Regions from separate parts of the Sus scrofa genome. Here all the other regions are linked to region 1. Evidence: chromatin contacts called from public Hi-C and HiChIP or PLAC-seq data. All regions are on one chromosome and are shown on one strand. The core of a region is the stretch at or near the end of the contact, and the rest is flanking DNA. Distances in the headings are between cores, read along the strand shown. Region 1 holds the start of FGF18 (fibroblast growth factor 18). Region 2 overlaps STK10 (serine/threonine-protein kinase 10). Region 3 has its middle 58 kb from the start of FBXW11. Region 4 overlaps STK10 (serine/threonine-protein kinase 10). Region 5 holds the start of FBXW11 (F-box/WD repeat-containing protein 11).

Region 1 (2,700 bases), core at 89-2,588:
CTCTCTGTCTCTGTCTCTCTCTCTGTCTCTCTGTCTCTCTCTCTCTCTCCCTCTGCCTCTCAATGCTGCAAACGCCTTTGAAACCACAGAGTAATTTACAACTGAAGCTTTCTCCCTGGACTTCAAATCCACTCGTCTGAAAGGAGCCTTTTTGTTTAGAAGAGCGAGCGGAGATGTTAAGGGACGGTTGGCAGAGAAAATCCCTACGTCCTAACTCCTCACCCGCTGCGAGCCGGGGGGCCTAGAACCGGGCACATTGCAGCGTCTGAGCCCGCCGGCTCCGGGGATCTCCTCCCAGCCGTAGCCCCGCCAGCGCGCGCCAGCCTGAGTCCCACAGCAGAGCCCCTTGCCCTTGGCCGGTCCCCCCTCCTGCGCTGGGCGCGTGCGGAGCCGCCCTTCCGCGCCCTGGGAACAGGTGCACTGGGCTCGGCGCCCAGGAGGGGTGGGGCGCAGGGAGGGGGCGCGGCCCGGAGGAGGGGGGTCGACACGTACCGCGAGGCAGTTGCGGGGGTGGGGGAGAGGTCAGAGTCAGGAGCCCACGTACCTGTACCTGGAAGCACAACAGCAGGAAGTGTAAACACCTGCGGAGAGAGATGGAGAGGCCGTCAGTGAGACTGGAAGGAGGGGGACCTAGGTACAGACAGATATGCAGTCGGAAAGTCGGAGAAACGGCTGGGCAGGCAGACAGAACCACAGGCACACCGACAGACTGCCAGGCAGGGTGGGCAGCCCCGCGAGCGGGCGCTTACAGGCAAGTGCAGGCGGAGGGCGCTGAATACATCGCTGGGAGGGAGGGAGGCGGCGGCTCCTAGCCCAGCCTGCACATGTCCGCTTCGCGCGGCCGGGACCGGGCGCCTCCGCCGCCTCCGCCGCCGCCGCCGCCGCTGCTGCTGCTCCCTCCTCGCCGGCTGCTGCTGCTGCAGACTCTGCTGCTCCGGGGCGCTCCGCGGCGCGCCCTGCGGCATCAGCGCCCCGCGCGGCTCCTCCCGAGCGCTGCGCCCTCCGGGCTGGCGCGGGGGCTGCGGGGCGGCCGCCGCTGTGCAGGAGGCACCGGCCGGTGCGAAGAAGCTTGCTCACTGCCGGCTGGCCGTCCGTCCGGGCGTCCGCGGGAGGCTGGCTGACAGGCTCACTCCGGGGGCAGCATGCACGGCGGGGCTGGAAGCTGGGGCGTGCTCTCCGGATGGGGCGCGGGACTGCGCGGGGCCAGGGGTCAGCGTTCTGGGGCCGGGGCGCGCGGCTGCAGCACGAACGCGTCACGGCCGCTCCGTCTGGGCGCCCGCCGGCTCATGTCTCCTCCTCCGAGTCTCTCCGGCCGTGCGCATCGCCGCCTCCCACCACTGGCGGCGGCCGGGGCGTTTTCTACGCGCGGGCGGCGAGGGGGCGGGGGGCCGGGGGCGGGCCCGGGCCCGAGCCGGCACAATGAGGATGCGGGGCCCGGGGGCTCCCCCCTCGGGGCGCGGCCGGACGGGCGCTCAGCTCGCCTGGGTGCGCCGCGCCCACATCAAAGGCGGCTCTGCCTGCTTGCCTGCCTGCCGCGGCCTCTCCTCTGCCGCCTCCTCCTTCTCCTGGCGGCCCTGGGTTGGAGGGAGGCGCTCAGACTCTCGGCGACGGGACCAGCAGCTCCGAAGGGGCAGAGCCCGCGAGGCTGGAGCTGGTGAGCGCTGGAAGCCGTCGGAATTCTGTGTCTGGGCGCAATGACCCGCGCCACGGAGCAACGCTGCCGGAATTGGACAGGCAGCGGTCCCCAAGAACGCAGTTAGGTGCGGAACGTCTTCATGCGCCCACATTCGCTAGTCGCACTCACTCACACCAACCAGCGCTTGAGTGGGGAGCCGGGAGGGGGCGGGTCAGGCCCAGCCCTCGGGGCGGCTCCGTTTAAGGGGGGGTCTCTTTTACCCGCCCTTTGAGTCCACGCAGGATCGTGGTGTGTCCCAGACACCCTCTCGGGCGGCTGGCCAACCCAAGTGAGCCCTCTTCCAGTCTCTGTCCCTGCCGTTGAGGGGGAGAGGGTCTCCAGGGCGTCTGTTACGCATCTCCCCCCCCCCCACCTTGAGCTCCCGGGTCGGATCCCAGCTGGGCTCTCCAGTAGGCGAGACAGCTTTGGAAACGCACGGCTGCCACCTAGCGGTCCTGAAGTTTCGCTGCAGCCCAGCCCAGTCGGGCTGTGCAGGCCCGGGAGGAGCCAGCAGGACTCTGGTCAGCGACCACTGCAGGCCCTCTTCTGGCCTCCAGACTGAGATTCGTTACTCCTTGTATACTGATCGTTTTGACTCTTAATCAGGTCCCTTCTGAGGACATCTCGCCTAACCGCCTCTATCTCTTCAGAGGCATGACTCCTGTCCTTCCCACCAACCTCAAAATTTGGGTGTTCTTGTCTCAGGCAACTGCTTCACACCGTCTATAGCTCCAGGCAGCCAGGCTCTGCTTGGCCTGATTGATACTAAGGGAAACAGTCATAGCATGAAAGAAACTGAACAAGCTCAAAAGGCAAAACGCAGGAATCAGACTATTTGGTTAAGAACCTTCTTGCACCATTGGCTAGGGTTGCTATCCCCATTTCACTTCCAGCAAAACTAAGGTAGGCCCTGTCAAACAGTGCTACTTCCTAGAGTCATGGAAAATGAAATATCAGCAATTGTTCTGATTATCAGGCCACCCTGCAAGCTATTTTAAGTTCCCTTTCAAAGCTGAAGCTATCTT
Region 2 (2,700 bases), core at 132-2,631, 750 kb before region 1:
GCTGTGGGTGGGAAGGGTTGCATGCAGCTCGTGAGGGGGTGGAAGGAGGGTTATCTGAAATCAGTTGGCCAGTTGGACCTCCCCCGCCACGGGCTGGGTGTGGCTCGGAGATTGCTGACGCAGTTTGAGGTGTGCGTCTGAGCCCTGTGTGTTCCTTTGCTGCTTGCTCATCTAGGTACGGTTTTCTGCGTTCACCTAGTGTTTCAGGCAGACAAAACAGCACATGAGCAAATGTGAGTTTAGCGTTTTGATAAAATTGTTCATCAATGGTATTGGCACAAAGTTAGCATTTAAAAAGTAGGCCTGTTGTGGCTCAGCATTACAAACCTGACTAGTATCCATGAGGTTGCGGGTTCGATCCCTGGCCTTGCTCTGTGGGTTAAGGATCCGGCATTGCCGTGAGCTGTGGTGTAGGTCGCAGACATGACTCGGATCCTGTGTTGCTGTGGCTGTGGTGTAGGCCGGCAGCTGCAGCTCTGATTCAACCGCTAGCCTGGGAACCTCCGTGTGCCATGGGTCAAGCTCCCCCCCTGCCCCCCCACCCCCGCCCAAAGTAAAAGCCTTATCGCAAAGCTGGGTATTGATGAACAGCTTTACTTATAAAGTTCTTTTTACGTTTAAATCTCTGTCTTTTTTTTTTTTTTTTTTTGACTGCCTCGGGGCATGTGGAGTTCCCGGGCTAGGGGGTTCACAGGGCCAGAGGAGCCAGGGATTAGACCTGAGCCTCAGTTGTGACAGCAATGCCAGATCCTTTAACCCACTGTGCGGGGCAGGGATCGAACCTACATCCTGGTGCGTCTAGACACGCAGATCCTGTTGTGTTCCAGTAGGAGGGAACTCCTTAAATCATATTTCAGGCTAGACTTCCAGAGGGATTGAAGGAGCGATGCCTCTTGGAGGGTGATTTTTAAAGAAAATGGGAGAAAGGCCGATCCTCTGGGATCCAGCCAGAGCCCAGGGTCTTGGCAGCAGCTGCTGTCGGGTGGGGACCTCAGGTGCCCTCCAGCTCAGAGAGCCATTGTTAACCCACATCCTTGAAGTGCCACATCCTGCCCTGCTGCCCGGTTCAGACACAGCAGGGGTTCTGCGAGGGGGGAGCCAGCTGTCAGCCTCCTGCCCTCCCCGGCCAGGCCAACAACTCCTTCCACCTCGTCTCTGCCCCAGAGTTTTAAAGCCGGTTTCCGCTTCCTCTGGGGGCCGCCGCTGCCAAGGTCTCCCGCGTCCCCCGTCCCCGTCCCGTGCGCCTCCCCACCCCCCTCCGGAAAGAGCTCTGCCCCCAGGCAGCAACCTTATTTCCGCTCAGCCTAGTGTTTTTCAACTTAAGTCCATGCTATTGTGAGAAGGTCCTGGCTCCGGTCCTATGTGGCCCGAGCTTCCTGGGGATGTCGCCTGCCCAGGGGGCTCCGCTGGGGGCTGGAGCAGCTGATTTAGCCCTGGCTGCCCTGAGACATGTTCTCGCTGGCTCCGGAGCAGGCTGGGGTGAAGGGAGCTAATAGCACCCCCAGGCCTCCCCTCTCCCCGTGGTCCCCTGACCTCCTGAGTTACCCGGACTGGGGGAAGTTGCCAGGGGCTGTCACCCTGCAGCCCCCTGAAAACGGCCCCGGATGCTCACTCCCAGGCCCACGGGCTGCTGAGGGCAGTGGAGCAAGGTGGTAAAGGAAGCATTCGGGGCTCAGCGGGATCTGGCTTGCAGCCCCAAAGTGGCCCCCCACTTCTGAGCCTCAGGCTCTTGTCTGTGAAATGGAGGTGATGGTTTGGAGGACGGTGCAGGGTGGAGCTGGGCTAGGGAGGTGACTGTGTATCGGACCTTCTCCAAACAGGAAGTGGGCAGGAGGGAAGAGAGGTCATTATTGTTGATGCTCTTGGTACCAAACGGAGAAGGTCCCGGCTGGTTACTGCAGCTGACCTGGGGACGAGCAGGAAAACGTCAGTGTCATGCCAGGCTCTCCACTGTTGACCTTTGGGGCCGTTCATTCTTTTTTTTTTTTAATCTTTTTGTCTTTTTAGGGCCACACCCATGACATATAGAGGTTTTCAGGCTAGGGATCTAATCGGACCTACAGCTGCCAGCCTACACCAGAGCCACAGCAACACGGGATCCAAGCTGTATCTGCGACCTACACCACAGCTCATGGCAATGCCAGATCCTTAAGCCACTGAGCAAGGCCAGGGATTGAACTCACAACCTCAGGGTTCCTAGTCGGATTTGTTTCCGCTGTGCTATGACGGGAACTCCGCCCGGGGCCATTCATTCTTTACTGTGGGGGCTGCCCTATGTATTACAGGATGTTAGCAGCATCTTTGGCCTCTACCCACAGAGGTACCACCACTGCCAGCCCCTCCCCCTTCAGCCCCTAGTTGGGACAGCCAAAAATGTCTTCTGACAAGGCCGTATGTCCCGTGGGGGCCAGAATTGCTCCCATGGAGCACTGCTGCCTCTTACACACAAACGTGCCTCCATTCAGTTCAGCAAACAGGTCTCTTCACCTGTGTGTGTCACGTCCCCGGGTGCGTGATGAATGATGCGGGCCTCGCAGCCAGGCAGACCAGTTTGAATCTTGGATGCCCTACTTTGCTGCTCTGTGAAGTCAGGCGAATGGCTTGTCTCAGCCTCAGTTTCCCCATGTGTCTGGTGGGGCCGAGACCAGGACTCATCCCACAGAGCAGCTGGGAGAATTAGACCAGAAGCTCATCTGGAGG
Region 3 (2,700 bases), core at 109-2,608, 610 kb before region 1:
ATTATGTGGCTGCAAAGTCTCTACAATGTGGCCTTTATAACATCCAGGATACTGCCCCAAATTACTTAACATACAAAGCAACAGGGAAATGTGACCTACTCTCTGGAGAAAAGACAGTCCATGGAGACTTTTCTTTTTTTGGCATTTTTAGGGCCGCACCCTTGGCATACAGAGGTTCCCAGGCTAGGGGCTGAATCAAAGCTGTAGCTGCTGGCCTACACCACAGCCACAGCAATGCCAGATCCAAGCCATGTCTGCAACCTACACCGCTCATGGCCACGCTGGATCCTTAACCCACTGAGTGAGGCCAGGGACCAAACTTGTGTCGTCATGAATAATAGTCAGATTTGCTATTACTGAGCCACAAAAGGAACTCATATGGAGACCAATTTTAAGGTGACCAGATGTTGAAATTTGTAGACAAAGATGATAAACTATTATAATATTACTGAATGGTATAAAGGAAAATAAGTTTGCAATGAATGAAGAATGAGGAGAATAGAGCAGAAAAACAGAAGCTGCACATACATTAAAAAAAATTCTAAAATTGAAAAAATACTTTTTTTTTCTTTTTTTCTTTTTAGGGCCGTACCCATGGCATATGGAGGTTCCCAGGCTAGGGGTCCAGTCAGAGCTACAGCTGCTGGCTTACAAGACAGCCACAGCAACACAGGATCCAAGCTGCGTGTGTTCTACACCACAGCTCACGACAACACTGGATCCTTAACCTACTGGGCGAGGCCAGGGATCAAAACCGCAACCTCATGGTTACTGATCGGATTCATTTCCACTATGCCACAACTGGCACTCCTAAATGAAAAAAAAATACAAATTTTAAATAAAAAATTCACTGGTTGGGGAGTTCCTGTTGTGGCTCAGTGGGTTAAGAACCCAGCTAGTATCCATATGGATATGGATTTGATCCCTAGCCTTGCTTAGTGGTTAAAGGATCAGGCGTTGCTGCAAGCTGTGGTGTAAGTCACAGATGTGGCTTGATTCTGGAGTTGCTGTGGCAGAGGCCAGCAGCTGCAGCCCCAATTTGACCCCTAGCCTGGACAAGCATACCTTTTTTTTTTTGCTTTTTAGGGCTGTACCCATGGCAAATGGAGGTTCCCAGGCTAGGGGTCCAATTGGCACTACAACTGCTGGCCACAGCCACAGCCACAGCAACATCATATCCGAGCTGCATCTGTGACCTACACCACAGCTCATGGCAATGCTGGATCCCTGACCCACTGGGCAAGGCCAGGGATTGAACCACTATCTTATGAATACTAGTCAGATTTGTGTCCACTGTACCACAACAGGAACTCCTTGACCCCTACCCTGGGAACTTCCATATATTGAGGGTGTGGCCCTAAAAAAGACCAAATAAAGAAAAAAGAAAAAAAAAATTCACTGGCTGGAGTTAATAGCACAATGCATGTGACAGAGGAAAGAATCAGTAAAAGAAATTACCCAATCATAAGAGAAAAAAAAAATAATGAAAACATGAACAGAGGAGTTCCCTGGTGACTCAGCAGGTTAAGGATCTGGTGTTGTCACTGTAGTGGGTCAGGTTGCTGCTGTGGTGCTGGTTTGATCCCTGGCCTGGGAACTTCTACATGCCACAGGTGTGGTCAAAAAAAAAAGTGAACAGAAACTCAGGGATCTGCAGGACAATATCCAGGAGGAGAGAGAGTGACAAGGCAGAAAAATATTTGCAGAAATGATTGATACTGCTTTAAATCTGGTAAAAGATATAAGTTTACAGATTTCAAGGTCAGCAGATCTTAAGCAGAATAAATATGAAGAAAACCATGCCCAGCTATATCACAGTCAAACTGCTTCAGCCAAAGTTAAGAAAAAAAAAATCTTGAAAACAACCAGAGAAAAAGTGACAAATTACATACAGGAGGACAAAATTGAATGACTACTGACTTCTCGTCAGAAAGAATAGAGGCCAGAACAGAGATGGAGCGGGTTGAATTTTTGTCTCCAAAAAGCTATGTCTGGTTTTTAGTTCAAGATGGCAATGCAGGAGGATCCTGAACTCACCTCCTCTCACAGACATACAGCTACACATGCAACAATTTCCTCTGGAAAAAACTAAAACTAGCAGATAAACAGCTACATATCAGGTGAACAAGAAAAACCCCACATCAATGCAGGTAGGAGAGGCTGAGACACAATCTTGCAATAAACCCCACCCTTGGCTCAGCAGTCCACAATTGGAAGGAATCTCACAAAGCCCAAGCTTCTCCCTGAGGAATGAAGAGTTTGAACCCCACATTTGGTACCCCAATATTTAAAAACTGTACCTGAGAGATGAGCCCTTCAAAAACCTGGCTTTGAAAGCCAACAGGGCTTGACTTCATGAGGTCAACAAGCCTTTAGCAAACTGAGAAACAGTTCTGGATCAAATGTACTCACCTACCCCAGGGCCTACCCAGCATGGAGGCAGCTGATTGAAAAGCTCCCAGACCTTCTGTGAAAGAGGCTTATGTGCTTATCTTAAAGCACCTGCCTGAAGGGAAAGGTACCTAATTTAACCCACATCAAGGCTTTACTAAGGTATTTTTCAAAGATAGAGGATGACAGCTGCCATCTCTGCACTCTTCCTCAGCCTTGCTCCAGCTTGCCAGTATCTTATAGAAAGGAGCTTACATAGCTTCATTTTGTGCCACAATTTTTGCTACTGTCACCCAGGGGACAACTCTA
Region 4 (2,700 bases), core at 25-2,524, 630 kb before region 1:
GTGTAGCTCGGACTCTGTGCTCGGACTCTGTTGCTGTGGCTTTGCTGTAGGCTGGCAGCTGTAGCTCCGATTTGACCCCTAGCCTGGGAACCTCTGTATGCCATGGGTGCAGCCCTACAAAGCAAAATAAATAAATACAAAAAACCTCCAAAAAACAAAAATGATTATTTAAAAAAAACTAATTCTTCATAGAAATATTTATATTATAATACTAAGAGAAGAGGAAGGCAAATTTTTAGAACTGTATATATATGCAAAATTGCTGCAGATCCCACTACACAATAAGAGTTTTAATATTCTGGAATATTCTTCTAGGTACCTCCTGGTGTATATGTATTTATACATACAGAGTTTCATACAAATGGGATTTATAATTAAGGAGAATGAATGAATGAATGATGCCTGTGCCCTCAAGGTCACAGCATCAGGTATGTCTCAGCCCTCTGTGCTTCTTACCTGTTCTGCCTGGAATATGTTTCAGAATGAAAAGTGTCACCTCTTGGTAGAGCATGAAACTCAGAAGCTGAAGGCCCTGGATGAAAGCCATAACCAGAACCTGAAAGAATGGCGGGACAAGCTTCGGCCACGCAAAAAGGTAACCCTATCTGGGCTGATGGGCTCTGCTCCTTGTTGTGCCACAGGTGTCTGCCTAAGATGTGGAGAGAGACATAGAGAAGATACAGATGTATGGATTTATTTTAAGCAACTGGTTCACCTGATTATAGGGGCTGACAACTCTGAAATCTGCAGGCAGACTACAGGCTGGAGACCCAGGGAAGAACTGATGTTGCGGTCTTGAGCCCCAGGGCAGTCTGGAGGCACAATTCCTCTTTCCTTAGGGAAACCTCTGTCTTTTCTCTTAAGGCCTTCAACTGATTGAGTGAGGCTCCCCCACAGTGAAGGGTAATCTGCTTTATTCAGAGTCTACTAAGATAAATGTTAATCAAATCTAAAAGATTCCTTCATAATGACATCTAGTCTGGTGTTTGACCAAACAGCTGGTTACTATGGCTTTGTCAGGCTGACAAATAAATGAACCATCACAGGGCCTCAGTGTGGTCCTTTGTAAAGACATGGATATTGTATAGTATTCTGCAAAAAGGCACCACCCCATGGTATAGGCCAAGTACACAGTCGTTTCCTTTCACTCTTGTCAACAGTCTGAGGACAGAGCTGCCCTAATTACCCTTGACCATGTGTCCTTAAACCTTGGGTCTGTAACAGCATCATACTTCAGCTCCCCTTGCTGTAATGATAGTCAAAGCAGGAGGAAGCGGCCCACCTCCGCCATACAGTGGCCTTGGAGGTCCTTGAATTGAGGCTTCCCTCTTCCTGTGCTAATGGAGCTTTCTGGCTGGTTGCTGGCCGGGGTCCCAGACCTTCCTGTTAATAGGTCCACACTTACCTGTAACCACAGCCTGCTGGGACTTTTTTGATGCTGAAATCAATAGTGCTCCTGCTGATATAGGTTGACTCTGGCATCAGGAAATAAATGTTCACCTGGTTCTCTTATCTTGGCACATCCTGAGAGTCTGAAAGTGAACAATCAGTGTTGCCTCAGGCAAATGCCTCATATCCCAGATTGCTTCATGAGGGCGCCTGCGCATAGGGGAGGCCTGGTGTTTGGAGAGCTGGCATTGAGTTTTGCCTGTGGAGGCTGCCTCTTTCCAGAATTCCTTGTAGAACTGGTCTATCATTAGTTACCTGGATGGCTGTTGGAACAGTGGCCCAGAGGGGATGACTTTCATTCTGGAATAAGCATTCGTCTCCACTCCTGCATTTCAATCAGCAGCCTTGAGCTGCTGCCCATGTGTGGGGGGGCAAGGGAAATGACTGTACATTGGGGAATATTTTTAGAAAAATTCAGATTTCTATCAATAAGTAGAGAATATCCTGTAAGGTCAAGAAAGTGTTGCTTGGGTCACAATTAACACAGACTGTGGCCTCAGACAAGTCTTACCCCTTGAACTTGGCTTTTGGGGGCTGTAAGATGAAGATGACATTTCTTGCCTTAAACACAAGTGATAGTAAGCTGTTGCTCTTGGGCCACATGTGGCCCAGTACCTGTATTTACAAATAGTGTTTTATTGTAACACAGCCATACTTAAGTATTTACATATTGTCTGCGGCCGAATTTATCCTACAATAGCGGTTGAGTAGTTGCGACAGAGACCATACTGTAAAAGTGAAAATCTTTACAATCTGGCCCTTTACAGAAAAAAGATTGCAGAATCCTGCCTTAGTTATATTGAGGTAAAAGAGAGTAGTGCTGAAGAGCATAGGCTTTGAAGTAAGACAGATGTGAGACAAAGTCCTAGCTTCCCCATTACTAGCTGTGAGGCCCTGGGCAAGTTACTAAACCTCTTTGCACTCAAAAAAGTGGTAGATATTATAGTTAAATTGGTATTCCTATAGCAGAAGTCACAAACTGATGGCCCACAGGCTGAAACTGGCTTACGGACATCAGGTTTGGTCAACGTACAGCAATTACAACTTTTTTTTAAAGGTGCCAACTTTTTAAGTATAAGGAAATTTTACATAGAAATCTGAATTTCCAGCAACACTAGGCCCATCATACCACAGGACAGCTATGGGCAGGAGCTGAGAAATGTGCTCTTCACCTCACCACTGTCTCCACCACGTCCCATTACCTCACATCCAGATGTCTTCACTCGCCGAATCCACCTGGCTGGTTCCCAT
Region 5 (2,700 bases), core at 30-2,529, 550 kb before region 1:
TAGCAATTCGGTGCTTGGAAATGGAAAGACTTAGAGGTCATCTAGTCCCTTCCCTTTACAGGTGCAGAAAATGCAAAACACTTGAGAAAGAGAACAGTAGCCTTTGACATTTGGCAGCTGGCCTGATACAATCAAACAGGCAGTAATGTTACTAGATGATAGCCTGGTCCTCTTAGCTAGGCCTCGTGTTTTCTTGTTGAACCTAATTTCATAGAACATAAATGTTAGACAAAGCCATTCTATGGCCATGATAGACCAATACAAAAGCGAAACCACTCCTAATTAAATCTGAACACAGATCAAACAGGGACATTGTTCAAACCACAAAAAATGACCAAATAGCCCTTATTCTGGTAATGAGGGACTCCTGCTTCTCTACCAATCAGGACTTCAGCCTCGTCTAGTAGTCCTTCCGTCTAGATAACATTTACTGAGATGCCCAATCATAAAATTACCTCCACTTTCTGACAGCATCTTATCCAGGGTAAAGTCCCACTTTCTTAAACCCTCATCCAAATCACCTGACAACTCCTCCTGAGATGCCCCACAGTTCTTCATGGTGTGTGTTCTCTCTCTCTGCAACCAGCAATAAACCCAACCTGTTAATTCTCAGCGGGCCTTTGTCGTCTTTGGTTTGAGGTTACTGACAGACCTGATAAGGTTTATACCGAGCTGGAGGCAGAATTCACTGGGCATCTCCAGCTGTGTTCCTTCTTATGGTTAATGTCTGTCTTCCCCCTACCAGAATTACGCTGCGTGAGAAGAGAAGCCTTGTCTGTAGGGATCAGAGCTGATTCCCAGGGCCTAGGCTAGTGACGAGCAGAGGCTGGAAGTTTAAAAGATACTTTCTAAACGAATGAATAATAGGTTCTCTTTCACCTCTCAGTTCCTCCCAGTACGTGGTGCACAGAGACCACAAAACTCCTCTTTCTCAACTAAATTTCCAAACCCCTCTTGGGACGCCACTCTTGGGACGCCCATGCTCTCAGAGCCTCCTTCTCTGCCCGAGCTCTCTCGCTCGCTGGCCCCCCTCCGACACTTGAGCCCCAAGACCATCCCTTCCTAGAACCCACCTGTCGCCAACACCTCACCCTGCCACAGAGGCCAGACCAACCGTGCCGTTACTTAGGTGTCGAGCGGGCACTGCAGGCACAGACCGCGCATGTGCGGAAATCGGTCGCGCACGCAGGATCGCTGGCAAGTGAAGAGTTGCCTTGGAGTTTCCGTCCGGGTCCGGGGAGCCTCGGGCTGCCAGGAAGTCAGAAGAAACTAGCCGGAAAGAGAACCCGCGCGCAGGGCTTTCTGGGATATGTAGTAGGCGCGCACCTGAAGCCCCACCTTGAGGAAGCCCGTAATTCTTTAGGTCTGCACGTCTCTCATTCGCAGTCCCGTGCTACTTTCGGCTGAGAATTCAGCTTCGGACGGCTAGGAGAGATTGGTCTGGCGGGGTCTTCTCGTTCCCACAACGCTCTGCGGGACCCGCGGCGCCTGCCGGGAGCTGTAGTCCTCGCTCTGCGTACTGCGTTCGCCGAGGGGGAGGGCGGAGCTGCCGGCGGCCCGGGCGGGCTGGCAGCTAGAGTGGGTGCGATAGCCGCCTCCGCCTCTGCCGCCTCCGCCGTCGCCTCCTCCGCCCGGGCCGTTCGCTGCTGCGCGGGGAGAGCGAGGCGGGGCCGCCAGGGCCGCCATGGAGCCCGACTCGGTGATTGAGGACAAGACCATCGAGCTCATGGTGAGTGCGGCCCGCTGGACCGTCCGTTCTTCCGTCCGTCCGGCCCCGGGCGGGCCTGCCCATCTCAACGTCCGGCGCGAGGCCGGCCCTGGCCCTTCCCCGCTGCCTCGGCCCGAACCTGGGCCCTCCGGCCCGGCGCGCTTTACTCCGGATCCCTCGAGATCTCAGGCCGGACCTGGTCCGGCCCCCTCCATGCCCCTCGGTTTTCCTCCCTCCCTCCCTTCTCTCCTGTCTCTGGGCCCATCCCTGGAACGACCCTCGCTCGCTTGTGCTGTGGCCTTAGCTCACACTCGCTCAAGCATCTCCTTCCTCCCTTAGAAGGGGTTTTCTGTTTTTTCTTTTTCTAATTCTCCGGCCAGGCCTGCATCGCTCTTGCAAGCCCCACTCAGGCCGAGTGAGATGGTGATGGGAGGGGGTACAGAGAAGATCGACCTGGGGTCTCGGCCTCTGCGTCCTAGAAGGGGTCTCTCAGCACCCTCTTCTCAAGCCAGGGCTGTGTGGATGCCGGCATAGGCCCTACAGGGGTGGAGGTGGGGAGCTCTCGGGTTTGAGGCTGTGACCGATAAGGGGCCTCTTTCCTGGGCCCCTGTGGTGTCCGGCTTCTCGGACAAAGGGTTTCCTACCCGGCCGAGAGGGATGTTTGGATAGCGAGGCCCCAGGTACTCTGGATTCCATCTCCCAGGAAAGAGACACTGTAACTTCACGTTTTCCAGAGCCGCTCTGGGAAATTGGGGAGGGGGAAGAGGGCTTGTCCTCATCTGCGCCGCCAGTTCTTTCTTCTAGAAAAGGAGTAGGAGAGAATCCTAGGCCCCTGGGAAATCGATCACTCTTCTGTTAGAAACCTTTGGTACCCAGGCCAGACCCTCTGGCCCCACGAATCCCAACCCCCCCTCCGCCTTGGGACTTGGAGCCTAAGGTTTTTAGAAACAGGGCCACGAGAGAGTGGCTAGTAGAAACGAAGAACTTGCTCT

Evidence for each region. A called contact is a pair of places that touch in the nucleus more often than the background predicts. HiChIP or PLAC-seq counts read pairs in DNA pulled down with a chosen protein or histone mark.
Region 2: an H3K27ac HiChIP or PLAC-seq map of alveolar macrophages shows a contact between it and region 1. The contact joins the enhancer-like site here to the promoter of FGF18 in region 1. A contact is called at or near these places in 3 of 5 promoter capture datasets (fetal liver, fetal skeletal muscle and liver), 4 of 47 Hi-C or Micro-C datasets (embryonic fibroblasts, omental adipose tissue, retroperitoneal adipose tissue and 1 more) and 1 of 2 datasets of contacts at active chromatin or transcription factors (alveolar macrophages).
Region 3: a contact with region 1 is called in an H3K27ac HiChIP or PLAC-seq map of alveolar macrophages. The contact joins the enhancer-like site here to the promoter of FGF18 in region 1. A contact is called at or near these places in 2 of 5 promoter capture datasets (fetal skeletal muscle and liver), 13 of 47 Hi-C or Micro-C datasets (adipocytes, embryonic fibroblasts, fetal heart ventricle and 8 more) and 2 of 2 datasets of contacts at active chromatin or transcription factors (alveolar macrophages and skeletal muscle).
Region 4: a Hi-C map of omental adipose tissue shows a contact between it and region 1, with 2.8 times the contacts expected there. The contact joins the enhancer-like site here to the promoter of FGF18 in region 1. A contact is called at or near these places in 2 of 5 promoter capture datasets (fetal skeletal muscle and liver), 18 of 47 Hi-C or Micro-C datasets (adipocytes, brain, embryonic fibroblasts and 13 more) and 2 of 2 datasets of contacts at active chromatin or transcription factors (alveolar macrophages and skeletal muscle).
Region 5: an H3K27ac HiChIP or PLAC-seq map of alveolar macrophages shows a contact between it and region 1. The contact joins the promoter of FBXW11 here to the promoter of FGF18 in region 1. A contact is called at or near these places in 2 of 5 promoter capture datasets (fetal liver and liver), 13 of 47 Hi-C or Micro-C datasets (embryonic fibroblasts, fetal skeletal muscle, fibroblasts and 7 more) and 2 of 2 datasets of contacts at active chromatin or transcription factors (alveolar macrophages and skeletal muscle).

The regions. Positions count from the first base shown.
Region 1 is chr16:52,758,908-52,761,607 of Sscrofa11.1, forward strand. FGF18 (fibroblast growth factor 18) reads right to left here and starts at 1,339. Exons shown (of 5, transcript XM_013990660.2): 1 at 750-1,339; 2 at 545-581. The coding sequence starts at 781.
Region 2 is chr16:52,009,325-52,012,024 of Sscrofa11.1, forward strand. All of the region lies in intron 1 of STK10 (serine/threonine-protein kinase 10), which reads left to right. Among named protein-coding and RNA genes, the nearest start is that of STK10, 6.9 kb to the left of the region's middle. Within about 2 kb of position 1,382, at least 35 of the 83 cell types and tissues checked have an H3K27ac peak or open chromatin away from gene starts, as enhancers often do. A contact at or near this core is called in alveolar macrophages, fetal liver, liver and 3 more, where this site is marked.
Region 3 is chr16:52,152,658-52,155,357 of Sscrofa11.1, forward strand. No RefSeq gene overlaps it. Among named protein-coding and RNA genes, the nearest start is that of FBXW11, 58 kb to the right of the region's middle. Within about 2 kb of position 1,359, at least 2 of the 83 cell types and tissues checked have an H3K27ac peak or open chromatin away from gene starts, as enhancers often do. A contact at or near this core is called in alveolar macrophages, where this site is marked.
Region 4 is chr16:52,132,762-52,135,461 of Sscrofa11.1, forward strand. STK10 (serine/threonine-protein kinase 10) reads left to right here. Exons shown (of 19, transcript XM_021077114.1): 18 at 482-595. It overlaps LOC110257343 (a long non-coding RNA gene), which reads right to left. Exons shown (of 5, transcript XR_002339815.1): 1 at 2,652-2,700; 2 at 1,406-1,532; 3 at 457-649. Among named protein-coding and RNA genes, the nearest start is that of FBXW11, 78 kb to the right of the region's middle. Within about 2 kb of position 1,275, at least 2 of the 83 cell types and tissues checked have an H3K27ac peak or open chromatin away from gene starts, as enhancers often do. A contact at or near this core is called in omental adipose tissue, where this site is marked.
Region 5 is chr16:52,211,122-52,213,821 of Sscrofa11.1, forward strand. It overlaps FBXW11 (F-box/WD repeat-containing protein 11), which reads left to right and starts at 1,280. Exons shown (of 14, transcript XM_021077115.1): 1 at 1,280-1,729. The coding sequence starts at 1,685.